Regions from separate parts of the Mus musculus genome. Here region 2 is linked to region 1. A link is a contact called in public promoter capture Hi-C data. All regions are on one chromosome and are shown on one strand. The core of a region is the stretch at or near the end of the contact, and the rest is flanking DNA. Distances in the headings are between cores, read along the strand shown. Region 1 overlaps Fam126a (family with sequence similarity 126, member A). Region 2 has its middle 24 kb from the start of Fam126a.

Evidence for each region. Capture Hi-C pulls out chosen DNA fragments and counts their contacts.
Region 2: a promoter capture Hi-C map of adipose tissue shows a contact between it and region 1. The contact joins two enhancer-like sites. A contact is called at or near these places in 11 of 484 Hi-C or Micro-C datasets (CD4 T cells, CD8 T cells, LSK cells and 7 more), 3 of 115 datasets of contacts at active chromatin or transcription factors (bone marrow-derived dendritic cells, bone marrow-derived macrophages and heart atrium) and 3 of 9 other capture datasets (adipose tissue, liver and pancreatic islet).

Annotation. Positions count from the first base shown.
Region 1 is chr5:23,989,549-23,996,770 of GRCm38.p6, reverse strand. It overlaps Fam126a (family with sequence similarity 126, member A), which reads left to right. Exons shown (of 11, transcript NM_053090.3): 3 at 4,934-5,035. Among named protein-coding and RNA genes, the nearest start is that of Fam126a, 38 kb to the left of the region's middle. Within about 2 kb of position 3,215, at least 115 of the 459 cell types and tissues checked have an H3K27ac peak or open chromatin away from gene starts, as enhancers often do. A contact at or near this core is called in adipose tissue and heart atrium, where this site is marked.
Region 2 is chr5:24,050,984-24,058,205 of GRCm38.p6, reverse strand. No RefSeq gene overlaps it. Among named protein-coding and RNA genes, the nearest start is that of Fam126a, 24 kb to the right of the region's middle. Within about 2 kb of position 4,750, at least 44 of the 459 cell types and tissues checked have an H3K27ac peak or open chromatin away from gene starts, as enhancers often do. A contact at or near this core is called in adipose tissue and heart atrium, where this site is marked.

The DNA.
Region 1 (7,222 bases), core at 1,966-4,465:
GTCCTGGAACTCACTCTGTAGACCAGGCTGGCCTCGAACTCAGAAATCCGCCTACCTCTGCCTCCCGAGTGCTGGGATTAAAGGCGTGGGCCACCATGCCCGGCTAGGGAACAAATATTCTAAGTGCTCTTGGAATGAGGCTACCTTTTCAAATTATTGTGATGTGATACTATGTGTTTTAGTTAAACATTTTAAGACAGGAATTTTGTTTGGATTTTTAATTTTCATGTACATGTATACATGCGGAAAAAAGCTTCTTATACCTTGGAGGTGGCTGTGCCACCGCTGGCTCCTGGGACCCGGTGTGGATTCTGGGCTGAGACTCTGCTCCTCTAGAAGGATAGCAAGAACTCTTAACTGCTGGCTGTCTGTCCAGCGCCCACTCTCCTTTTTGTGTTTTGTTTATTTTTTAAAGACAATCCCATTTTTGGCCCTTTGGGGTTTTTGTTGTTTGTTTGTTTGTTTGTTTGTTTGAGTAGCACATCTTTGGCAACATCATTGTAACTGACTGAGTGGGCAGAGAGTCAGCAACAGGTCATGGGTTCTCAGTTCTAGAAGCAGTTTACTGAGTAAATCATTACAGCTCAGTCAGTAGCATTACAAAGGTTGCCGTAGGTGCTGTGCCCTGGTCACAGTTTGAACTCCTCCTTTCGTAATCGAACTCAGCAGCCTCCAAAACACAGAGACAGTGTAGTTTGCTTCCTGTAAAACGTTATCCGAAAATGTACACACAATATAAACTCCTGTAAATTTTTTTCTAGTGGGCTGGATAGTTTGGGGGGAGGGTGAGGGTAGGGGGGTGTGAAGGTACTTGCCACCAAATTTGATGACCTGAGTTAGAGCCCAGAACCCACAGAGACAACTAATTCCTCTCACTGATTGTTCAGTGACTACACACACATACACACTAAATAATAAATAATAAGTAAATGTAAGAGTTTAAAATAAAATCTTGTGATTGGAGAAAAACATTCAGTCTCTGTACTAGCTAAGGTGTTGGTTGTATGTTCTAAGTAGACACTCATAGTCTCTGTACTAGCTAACTTGTTGGTATTATTCTCTAAGTAGACTAACAAAGTGACTAAACTAGGGTCTCATGAATAATTAATATTTTCAATGACTTATTTGTAAAAAAAAAGTTTCAGATTGCTTTGTGTATTTTATGTAGCAGATTCTAGGCTCCTAAGTTTTTCAATTTTCTGATACTCAATATATGGCTCAAAAATCCATTTTCATGTATGAAGCTGTTGAATGGGATTGTTCTCTTTATTGAATCTTCACCCATCTGCCTGTCTTCTTCCACCCAATCCATGTCACCTCCTTACATTTTAAAAGCCATCTGCCAAATGGTACTTAAGTATGAAGCATTCAACTTTTTTCTTAAAATTTCGTCTCCATTCTGCATTCAACAGCGTAAGAAACATGGTAATTGAGAAGGCCGACAGTTCTTGAGTTCATCTGGTCCTTAAGATTAGTTCTTCAAAGCACCATTTATTTTGTTTTAATTTTTATGTATTTATCTTATGCCTATGGGTGTTTTGTCTGCATGCATGTCTGTGTACCATGTGCATGTCTGGCACCTGCAAAAGCCAAAAGGGGAGGTGGGATCCCTTGGGACTGGAGTTATAGATAGCTGTGAGTCACTGTGTAGGCACTGAGAGTAGGAATCACCCCAGGTCCTCTGGAAGGCCAGTCAGGGTTCTTATGTTAAGCCATCTCTCTGTCTCCCTCGTGTAGCACCGTAAGCGCAGTAGTTATACCCTTCCCTTGTGTAGAAAGGTGACTTTCCTCACATACAAACCATGAGATAGTGAAGGCATTTTGAGCTGTATATGATGGCTGGTTTTGCCTCACTGGTTTTAAAGGCTTTCTTTTCTTATTTATCAACAGAAGCCCCAGGATTCTGCGCTTCACAGAGTTTGAGATTTTAGAAAAGAGATGTACTTTTAACTCTGGCTATTTCTTTTTCTCTTTTAAAAATATTTTACTTAATATTTATATGTGCATGTGTATTTTAATCAACCCTTCCCCACTTCTCTCCCCTGCAGTTCCTTTCCTATCCTTCCTTCTTACTTTTTCTCCTAATTTCATATGTTTTTTCTTCTAATCTTTAAAATTTTTTTTGAAATACTCACTGGGTCCATTTAGTTGTGCCTATATGTGTAGGATGTGGGACCATCTACTGGAGCATAGGTAGCCAGCCTCTTAGGGCCAGCATCCCTGAGAAAATTCACTTTCTCACACCCCGCAGCCATTAATTACTAATTGCTCCTCAGATGGGAGAGGGACTTCATGGGCCCCTCCCTCTCCCTGCTAGGACTTCAGCTGCTTGATCTTGTGCAAATCCTGTGCTGTCTCAGATGCTGTGAGTTCCCATGTGCAACTGAGGCATCATGTCTGACAAATATTGTTTCACTGCAGACATCCAGTCTCTCTGGCTCGTACAGTCATTGTTGGTGCTTACAGTGTTCACAAGTAAAACTTCCCTAGTAAGATGCATAAAGCCTTCCAGCACTGAGAACTAGGAAGTAAGGCAGCATCTAGGATGGTACAAGCTTGGCTTTTCCATGTCCTATTATGTAGATATCTGGTATCTTTAGCAGTAGGGTTTTACCTTAAGTTCTGGAGGATATCCAAGAGCAATAGCAAACAAAACAAAACAAAAAACAAAAACATACCCCAAAACAAACCAAACAAAAATCACCCCTCCCCCAAACCAACCACCAACAAACAACAAAAACCCAAGAACAGAAAAATTAACCCTGGAATTAGGAGGGGAGTTGTCTATGTGACCCTATTAAGTAACAGCTCAAAAGGGGGTAGCTCATACACCTTAGGGGGCTGTCGTCATTCTCCATTATAAGGTAGCTCATTTTATATATGCAGGTGTATGTGTTTACATTTGAGGAGGTTTCTATGGTAGGTTTCCATAAAGGCCTTTAGTGTTGGAAGAAATGGGGTGAGGGATGGGAGGACAGGGTCAGAGAGGGAGATGGGAAGGATAATAACCCTGAAGCCTGTGGCTTCATACTTTATGTGCTCACATAGACTCCATAGTGTGCTTCACTTGCTGTGTAGATTAAATCGTGTGCTTTGCACATACCTTTAGGCTTGCTTTAATGAGATTCGACAGCTGATGCTGTTATATAAATTTCTCCAGTATTAGGTTACTCTTGATTACATGACAGAAATGGAATGTGGCCTGGAGGTCTTTGTTTCTCTGCCTTCCGGAGCAGGGCATGGGAGCTGCTTTTGCTGTTGTGGCTGTTGCTGCTATTGTTCTGGAGAATGGTGGCAGGCTTCCAAATGCTTCACATTTACTCACCATGCTGGGAAACAAAGCCCTTATTAAATCAGAAAGACCTAGTCACTTACATGTCTTCAGGCAAAATAGGACCTGGTTTTAAAGAGTCCAGACAATGTTAGTTTCAATTCTTTCTGTCCCTCAGTGCTCTCCCAGCAAAGGTCTGAGGCTGAGGCTTTCTGTTGAGTGATGGGGATGGAGAGGGGAAAAGACAGCTTTCCCTTGGGAAGAAAGTGAAGTAAGAATGAATCAAATAACCCTGCTGTAAGAAGCGATACAGCTTAATTTTCTATGCATACTTATGCACACGTAAAACTGTGTATTGTAGCCACAGCCCATGTTAAATCATGAAATACTTGGTTATGGGATATGTGTGATCTGGTGCGTGTCTTAGCATGGCTGTTAGGAGTCTTTGAGATGCTGTCTGTTGTGGGAGTGAGTGAGCAGTGATGGGGAGACAAACACTGCTAATGAGATAAGCTCTAAAGGATACGTTTTATTATTGTTACAGTAAATTTTCTCTTCAGTTTTTTCCTGTCACCTTTTCACCCATGCTTTTGAGTTACTACTGAGAGTCTCTGTCTCCATTCCTCTCTCTGAGCTGAAGAAGTAGTGCCAACAGGCTGTGGTTGATGGTCTGTATTTTAACTGGCATTAGCAGAATTAATTTGTGGAAGTACAGTTCCGAGTTTCCCAGTTCTGAGGAGTCTATGTATTTTGCCCCACCTGCAGTTTAGACTCATCTCTGGCAGTAGCATGGAACTCAGGAGTATTTGGACCCGGTGGCCTGTGGTGTACATGTTAGACACATTAGCACATCCTCATGGACCTAAGGAGATCTATCACTCCTGATGCTCTGAAGGCGGAACTGTCTTTACATGTGGTTCAATATTGTTTCTGATCTAAACCGGCAGTTAAAGATGAAGTTTTCTCATTTGAATGTCTATAAATGTGTGGGCTGCATGCGTGTGTTCATGGGTGTTTGCATGTGTGTGGGTGCACTTGCACATGTGGGAGTGCATGTGTAGGTCCACAGTTGAGACTGAGTATCTTCTTTGATTACTTTGCACTTAACTAATGGAGGCAGGGTCTCTGGTTGAACACGGAGCGCACCATTGGCTAGTCTAGCAAGCCAGCTTCCCTTGGTAATGTCCTGTCCCCGCCTCCAGAGTACTGGGACTAAAGTCAGCACCATGCCGGCCCAGCTTTGATGTGGGACCTGGGAATCCTAATTCTGCTCTGCACGCTTGTGCAGCAAGTGCTTTATGTACCGAGCCATTGCCCTGATTCCAATCACGAGTTCTGATGGTGATTGACCCTATTGGTAATAAAAGAATAAAACTTTTTTTTAAATTTGCTATTGTTGAGTTATAATCTATATCACATAAAATTCACTGTCTTAAGTGAGAATGCAGGGTTAATTTTATTTTATTTATTTTTGTTCTTGTTCTTTTGATATTTTTATAAAGTTGTACCAAACACCAGCATGGAATTCTGGAAACTATGTCTTTTAGTCAGTCTTTCTTTGTTTCCTTCCTTCTGTGTTAATGACCAATATATACTAATTTTCTTTTGTATGAATTTGTCTGATTTAGAATTTCATAAAAATAATTTTTTTAATTTGTTTAGACACTCCCAGAAACATCTTTGCCAAATTATGCCACAAATTTGAAAGACAAGAGTTCTTTAGTTACATCTCTCTATAAAGTTATCCAGGAGCCACAGAGTGAGGTAAGTACATTACAGTTTGTATGAATAATATTCAGTTGATTATTTTTATTTAAACATAAAATATAACATACATGTGTAAGGTAAGAAAATGTATATATTTGCAAAACAAGAATAAAATTAATTTCAGTGTATCATTCTCCAGAATGAAAACTAGAATCCTTACTGTATCCCCAAATCCATCTTTCTCCGTGTTCTCCTTCTGTATGTCTCTGAGTCTCCATAGCCTTGGAACGTCTAAGTCGTGCAAATAATCTTTTTTCTTCAGCAAATATTGATGTGCCTGCTATAAGCCATTACTATGGTGGACATTAGGGGCTCAAAGAGCAGTGATCTTCATCATAAGAGAAAGGTGAGAGAGACTGAGTAACCATGCAGAACTGCGTCTTTCTATGGTTTGCATGGTCGTTACCTCTAAGAGTCATCTGGGAATGTACTTACCACTGTAGCAAATACTAAGAAATGGGCCTGGTGGCCGGAGAGATGGCTCAGCAGTTAAGAGTACTCACTGCTCTTCCAGAGGTCCTGAGTTCAATTCCCAGCAACTACATGGTGGCTCACAACTATCGGTAATGGGATCCAAAGCACTCTTCTAGTGTGTGTCTGAAGACAGCTGCAGTGTACTCATATAAATAAAAAATAAATAAATCTTTTTAAAAAGAGAGAAAGAAATGGGCCTGGGATATGGTTCAGTGGGAGAGCTCTTGCCTAGCATACACTAGGTCCTGGGTTCAGTTGTTAGCATAACGAGCAGGAGAAAACACTGGGACGAATATGGGGTTGGTGCTGTTCGCAAGGTGAGTTTGGCTTCCTTAGCTTTCTTACCTGTCTGTCTTTTGTTGTGAGGTGATGTTTTGGTCTTAGGCTACTCAATCTGCAGAGCTGGGAAGGAATGCATTCTTTATAAGTTACCAGGTGTCATAGCAACAACAACAACCAAAACACCAGGCCAGGGACAAATACAGCTTTTCCATGTAGCAAGTAAAACAAACACTCCTAGCAGCAGGGAAGTGTAGGAGATTGGAGGTGCAAAGCATTCGCTGAATTTTGCCGTTTGGTCTGCTAGTGCCTTTCCTGTTCTGGGACTAGAAGGAGACAGCTCTGGAGTAGATAGAAAGGAGATAACTTGCATAATTCCTTTTGTTTTTGAGTTTAGGAAAAGATGTGACAGGTTTAAAGTCAATCTCAATCTCTGTCTCTCTGTCATCTGCCTCTGTCTCTCTGTCTGTCATCTGCCTCTGTCTCTCTGTCTGTCATCGGCCTCTGTCTCTCTCTCTGTCTGTCTCTCATCCCCACCCCCCTTTCTCAGCAGGGTCTTACTTTGTAACCCTGGCTGTCCTAGAACTCACTATATAGTCTAGGCTGGCCTCAAATTCATGGAGAGCCATCTACCCCTGCCTCTCCTGAACCCTGGCATTGCTGGCCTGCCACGAATCTCTATTCAGTGGTAGGTAACATATGTGGATCCATGGGCCTTTGCAACCAGACTGTGCACTCCAGGAGCTAGTGTTATTTGAGTAATTAATTTGTGTTGGCAGGAGTATAGAGTAGCCTAGACTCTACTTACTGTGCTGTGGCGTTCACTGTGAATGAGATTCTAGTGGGCTTAGAGATTTTCCCGACAGGCCATTAGACTTCATCTGGAGTAATTGAGTCAGAGTTGTGCTTGCCTTGTCTTTTCTTCACCAAGCTGCTTTCCTCTTTTTTCTTGTTGCCCAGGCTTCCTTTAGAAGCAGCACTGAACTTCCAACAAGTTTGAGCTGTGTTTTCATAGGGAAATATATTCCAAAATGTCACCGAGCCATTAGCAACCCAGCATGTTCAATCACCACCGTAAAATACATTCATGTTACCTAGGCCTGTATTTCTCACATTATATAGTATTGTTTTCTGACATTTGTAAACTTCAGCTCTTTCTCCTTTCTGGCTCTTATGTGTACTGTCCATCATGATCTTGCCTTTCTGTCTCCATTTCCTTATATGGAAAAGTGTGGCTAGTCATAGTCTACTTACAGTAGAGTGGGAATTGATCCTGTTTCTGTATAAATAGTGCTTTGCAAGCTGTAAAACATCAAACAGATGTTGGTGTTGATTTGTATCGGCTTTAAGTGAATAATTTTAATCTTTTTGCAACATGGTCTTTTTCTTTTCTTTAAATCTGTTTTCACTTAATTATGCTTTCATTAGGTA
Region 2 (7,222 bases), core at 3,501-6,000, 60 kb before region 1:
AAGGACACCCTTCTTTGTTACTTTTCAATTACTGAAACAGGATGGGATCTGAGATCTTTCAGACCATGACCAATTCTTGCTCGGAGTGCATCCCCAGTGCTACAGTGGTTTCCTGGGGAATGAGACAGATGCAGAGTCGTTTAGTTTGGTGTGAATAATTGTCTTGCTGCCTAGGCAGAAAAATTCTAACCTCAGGCTCTGAGTACAAGGATAGGTACCACTTCTTTTTCTAAGTTTATTTTTCTCTGCTTTGAGAATCTCATTGCAATCTTAAACTAAGGTGCCCACATTTATTCAACAAGTCCATTTCTAGGGTTCGAGAGCTAGCTCAAAGGTTGAGAGCACTAATTGATTCCCAGCACCCATATGATGATGGCTTACAACAGTCTCTAGCTCCAGTTCCAGGGGATCTGGCACCATCTTCTGGCCTCCTTGGGAACTTCATGCACATGCAGGCAAAACACCCATACACATAAAATAAAAATAAATACATTTAAAGAAGCACACATCTTCAATAACTTCTACAGTTGTGACAGCAGTTACTAAATGCCTGTGTTAAACCAGAACGTTTTAAGGAGAAAGACCAATTCCCCGAATATCTAATTAGAGCAAGCTGTATTTTAGAGGTACATCTGGGGCTGGCTGTCTTACCTTAAGTTGGGATTTTTTGAGAGCAGCCCTAGATGTAAGGAAAACATTAATTTTATATAGCTCAGGGGTAGGAACTTTCCAAATGGAATAGTTGTCCGGCAAAATAGGTGGGGTTACAGGAACAGAACATAAGTATTTCATGTTAGTTAGATATAACAAACAAACTAACTCCTGAAACAAAGACATGGTTGCCGTTCCAGACCCATTGTAGTTAGGTTACAAATGGGGCATAGCTCAGTTCTTGAGAAATAGAGGATTAATCATAAACAGGCCTAGACCTTCTTTGTCTTTACTATACAATGGCTTTTAACCTAAGATGGGGGCAGGCTGGTTCCTTGTCTGCTCTGCAGGGGGTTGTGTGTGGTTTCTTCTCATTCCCATGATACCTATGAAGCAGAAGTCAGTATCACTGTTGAGTATGCCCCCTTCTCCCCAGCATAGCTGTAGCCATTTTGTTCCATGCCTGCCAGCTATTTCATATTGCGGCTGCCAGTCATTAACAAAGAAAAATAACATGACTAAGAGCAGACTCATGCAGATCACATATCCTGTTAAGTTCTGCATGGTCTGAGGTTTGTTAATCTTAAGAAATCTGACCAGGCTTTATGTGAGGCCCATCAAATTTAAGGTCAATATGGACTGTTTTGTCTAAAATGGCTTGAGTCAGAGCCGACCACCAGGCAGCACTTCCTGCCCCTGCATTTGAGCTCACTGTGATTTTTATGTTTTTTTTTTTCCTTTATAAGCTGACAGAAAAAGATGTTCAATGTTGTGGCTCAGCCTCTGTGTGAGCTATGGTCCTGATCAATGAGTCTTAGGGTGAGCATTCAATAAACCATCCCTGTCTGACTGAGATGGGTGTTCATGTGGTTTGTGGGGTGATTCTTGGACCCCCAACAATCACTACTTTACTAATCTTTCCTCAGGCAGGACTTTTATTAACTAGTTTGTGAAAAGAACAAGTTTTGTAATTGTTTTACTTGACTCCAAAGCCTTTGAAATTTTCATTCATCACTCTGGCTAAAGACATACCTAGAAAAATAAATAGAAATTACTGGAAAATTTAAATATAAACAAAAGGGAAAGCAATGTGATGTAATGAAGCCTATATATCCCTCATTTATCTTCAATGACTAATTCATTCAATCTTATTCCCTTTTTACTGGCTTACTATTTCTTTAACATCTCCTCCTTCTACTCATCTATTTTGCAGTAGAAATAGATATGATGTTACTTCATTTGAAAAAAATATGTACTTTCAAAAGGTAAATGTTCTAGACAAACAAAAATATTTGTCATAGTTGGCATCCTAGTTTCATTTACTTTATTGTTATAAAATACTCTGATCAAAAGAAGGCCACAAGTGATGGCTTATCTGTTTAGAGTACTTGCTGTTTCTCTGAAGGGCTTGGATTCAATTCCTAGCATCCACATAGTGGCTTACAACCAATCATAACTTCAGTATCAGAGATCCTAACACCCTCCCTGACCTTCTAGGTTACTAGGCATGAACTCGGTGTATATACATACACACAGGCAAAACACTCATGCATATGCAGTTCAGAACCCCTTGCCTAGGTGCCCCCTACAGTGGGCTGAGGTTTCCATATCAATTAACTTTGTTGAGACAGTCCCCCATAGACATGCCCACAGGCCAACTCAGTGTAGACAATCCCTCACTGAGACTCTCTTCCCAGCTGATTTCTGAATTATATCAAATTGAAAACTAAAGCTAGCCATCACAGCTGGGTATTAAAGTGTTTCTCCAGTGCCATTTAAACCTTGTTTCCCTTGCAGCAGAGTTTGGAAGTGGGCTTTTGGGAAATGACTGGCTAATGGAGGGTCTGACTTCATTATCGGCAAATTCACAATTTGATGGGAAGTGATAGAAATTAGGTAGAACCTTGTTGGACATAGGATGTTATTTAACGGTATGTCTTTAAAATATGTACTTTTACTGGTCCCTTCCTGTCTGTCTCTTTTCTGCTTTCTGGCTGTCCTGGGGAGTTCATGTTCCTTCTGTTTTAAGATTCTACCTCACTACAGATCTAGAAGCAACATGGGCTGAAACCTCTGAAACCTCTTACTAAATTAAAACACATCTTTCTCACTTAAGTTATCAGGTTATCTTGTCACTTCATTTCAACATTCTAACACAGTGACTAACTATAATACTATTATTGCAATAAAATAAATAGGCTATACATTTCTTAACATTTCATCCATATTCATATTTTACTTTCTTTATGTGTTATGTTTATGTGTTTCTTTATATGTTATTTATGTATATATGTATGTGCATGTGAGCATATGTTCATGTGTGTGCGTGGAGACCAAATGACAGCCTTAGGTGTCATTCCTCAGGGGCCATTGACCTTGTTTTTCAGACTGAGTGTCTCATTGGATGTAAACTCTAAGAAGGCCAGGCTGACTGAATATCAAACACCAGAAACCATTTGTCTCTGCTTCTCCAGCTCTTGGATTACAAGCATGTACCACTACACCTGGTTTTGTTTTTTACTGTGGATTCTAGGGTTTGAACTGAAGTCCGTGTGTCTGCAAGACACTTTACGTATGGATGGAGCTATCCACCCATCTCTTATACATTATTTTATTCAGTTTGTTGCTTGAATAAGGATGAGTAGAACCAATTTTCTTTCTGTTTTACTTTTGTTTGATGTTTAACTTACTTAAAAATCTTGTTTGGTTTATGTTGGACTATCTACACAGCAAATTAAGCTTGAGGGAACTAAGAAAACTGTAGCTGTATTTTGTGTGTTGGTAATTGTGTCTCTACATCCTCTGAAAGCCCTTTGGCTGTTAAGCATTTCTGATGTTGCAGTTATATTCTTTTTTTTAAATTTTCTTTATTTATTTATTATATGGTACACTGTAGCTGTTTTCAGATACCCCAGAAGAGGGCAGCAGATCTTTTTACGGATGGTTGTGAGCCACCATGTGGTTGCTAGGATTTGAACTCAGGACCTTCAGAAGAGCCGTTGGTTCTCTTAACCACCGAGCCATCTCTCCAGCCCAGTTATATTCTTTCTATTGTATTAGAAACCCAGAAATTGGCACACACATGCACTAGCAAAAGACCTGGAATTCATTATGATATAGTTTCCATATTTACATTGAGGTCTTGACCTCCTCCCTTTCTAAGAAAATCATGGGAAGAAATATCCTAGTAGAGAGAGATCTGTCCATCATAGTGTGGGGAAGGAAAAAGGACCACCTTCCTACATAAATATTCTGCACGTCTCATGAACATTCACAACAACGTCTTAAAAATCCACCACAAAGAACCAGAGGGCTACCGACTGCCCCCTTTGGGTGTACCTGCTGCGCTTTCTCTCTCCAGAGTGTATACCCTTTGCATTGCTAAGTAAACTCCACTTAGACTGTGTGTGTCTCTTAGCTGTGCTCTCTCCCTTGAGAAGACAGAAGGAGGAAAATGTTTCACTGGTAACATCTATAACTACACTCAGGGCCACAGGAGCTAGTAACCCTTCAGTAACAAATTGTAGATAAACTAACAAGTGACTATGCCACCAGGGCACTATGGCAGGAGTCAATCTCAATGCCATTTCATGAACATGTATGCAAAGGTTGCAGCATTTGAGCACCATGACTAAGCAGGTTTGTTCAGTATCCTTTGCTGACTGCTTACAAGCTAAAGGATCAAATGAATACAGAATTTGCATATAGACCTGAATAATTAGAATGCTACAGAATAAGAAATCTAAGTGTTGTACATATTTCGTTTAATATTTCCTATAACAGAAATACTTAGAGTACATATCTAGACTCTAGTCTGATGGTGTTGCAAGGCTTGAAGTGAGTGATGCTGCCTCAGGTCTTTCTCCTTCCTTCCAGCTCATGGTGGGTGACGCCCTTCTTTCCTTTTGTCTTTCCAGAGACCCTTAGCAGCTATGTTTCTGCTTTGCTCCACATCTTTAGTTTACTAAGTTAATTTTACCAAGAGCTCTGATACCCACACGTATGCAAATGCTTGTTTAAGGGGAAGCTAACGAGGGATCATGGGACGGGCAGCAGGGCCCTTGAGCTCGTCTGTAATTTGACTCCTGTTACTAGAAATATTCATATCTTTCCAGGGAGGTTAAAAATATAACATTCATTTGTGGTCAGTAGAATCTATTCAGTGCAGTCTCCGGGGAAGTCTTGAAAAACAGAACAAAACAAACCGCTGGTGTCCTTGGCCTTCAGCCCATGGAATGTCAAGGTCCTTGGCATTAAGCCAGCATTCGCTCTAGTAATCAAAAATATATTCATGCAGCAGTTAGAATAATTATACATTATAATTATGTATAACAGCTCAAGTATAGTGATTAATAATGACCACAAATAAATGGGATTTAGGATGTTTTTCTTAATTTTATAATCTCCTTTGCTCGTGAAGAACAATATAAATTGCCATGGGTATTCCTGACATTGTGGTAGAGAAGGAATAAACCAAACTTTTATTATTTTGTGTTTTCTCAATGAATCAGAAATGCAATAATATACATTCAGTGTTGTGATTGGTAGAGCATCTCAATTACAATAAAGAACATTTTATAGAGTCGTTCTCTAAGTGGATGGCAAATATTTGCTTCAAAAACTGTCTGTAAGGGCCTTTGGCCTCAGCCCCATAAAGCACAAAACCATAAACATCCACTGTGCTCAAATAAAGTTAAAAAAAAGAGAGAGAGAGAGAGAGAGAGAACATCAAATAACTTCAGAAGCTATTTATTATAAACTTTCTCCAAAGTACCTGTTAGTCTTCAAGATGACAAAATTAAATAACCTACTACCAACTATAACATTAAAACTCAAAGCAAACCTAGGAACTTCTGTCCAAGAGTTTAAAGTGAATGCTTCCTAATGCTGTCATTTCTCACTGTTAAAGATGATAAAGAGACAGAAAAAAATGTCCTAAACAGTTCTTCATAAGCCGCGGAGTGAACCATGAAGCCACAGTTTCACTCTGCTGAGCTTAGTGGTAAAAACCTCCCTCCTTACTATGGTTGCTCAGAGCCAGCAGTGTTCAGGGAAACCACAGCAGTTTGTCCCGCTGCTCTGGAGGATCAGCTGATCCACATGGGCAAAGGTATAGCAGGGGTCGGGAGAGGTTCAAAGCTCCTGGATGAAGACGGTGGGATGAAATGGTTGAGAAGGGACAGACATGGGGAGAAGGACAAGAGCTTCCAGAGTTGTCCTTGTCTGCGTTTTAGGTCTGGAAAAGGCCACAGGCAGATTTGTTTTATTTTTTCCTATTTCTGGTTGTACTTTACAAGGTCACTTACAAGTGAAAATACTTAACTGGGGAGATAAATAAAATTTCCAAAATATTCCCCCTTCACTCACAGATAATACTCTCCACAGGGCGGCAGGCAGGGAGGGAACAAGCAGCAACTGTGTGTCAAGCCAGGGAAATGTTAGTGATCCCCCAAACACACACAGGAGCGGATCTGATGCAACTCACAGCAGAGGCTTTATTCTATTCGAGCTAGCTCGCACACCCCACCCACCCCAGTGCCCCGCCTGCTGTCATGCAGGACGGTTTTGGTGGTGGTGGAGCCCCGAATGTCTATGAGGCAAGGTTTTATAGTAAGCAGCAAGCAGGAAGTACCTGAGCAAGCATCTAATTGGAAGCTCTTGTGGCCTTTAACATGATTGGCTGGTGCTGGGCGTCATGTCATAAACTTAACTTCCGCTCCCTTCTGCATTGATGGTCGTTAGGTAGAAGGTGGGCTTGTAACCTGGGGTGCAGGTTTGTTGGGGGAATAACCTGGAGACACCGGTCTTGTTGGAGGGCCTAGAGACTGGAGCTAAGCTCAGGTTTTGTTGGAGGGCAACTTAGAAACTAATGCTAGATACCAGCCTGATAGTTTACCTGAGTTCACACTTAGGTCAGGTTCTCTAAAATGGAGTCTGAATTTAAAAGCTTTGGCATCTCATTGGCATTGTGGGAAATACCTTTATGTGTTTCATCCTACTTCGTTTACATGTTTTAACCATTACAGACATCATGAACACATTATTTCACAGATTAAAGATTAAAGTTGCAGAGGAACTAGTTAACATGTCCAAAATCATGCACAGTGATTAATTAATTCAAGATTCAAATGATAGCCTGAAATCAAATTCTATATTCTTGCCGTTATTCTTCTGCCTCATGACAGAAGGCTTAGTTAGCCGAGCCACATGATGTGAGAGCTGTGACGTCGGTTTGATGTGGACCGTGGGAAAGTGTGGCACAGAGCAGAGTGTCTGAGAGCAGGGACCAGCATTACTCAGACCTGGGTGAGTTATCTGCACCCTAGGGCCAATCCAGGAATTAAGTAGTATCATGTTAAGTTGAATCTTGCCAACTCGTGTGCGGACAAGAATGACATAAATCTATATTATCTACAATTGGTTTTTTTTCAAATGTAAATGCTATACAGGAATAAAGTCTGAGAGTCCAGTTGTTGCTCCCTAAACAAAAGAAAATAAACAAGCAAAATGCTTTGGCAATTGCTGGCATGGCTGTGCCAGTTAGAAGGTAAAGTTCTCAGATCTCTCTGGC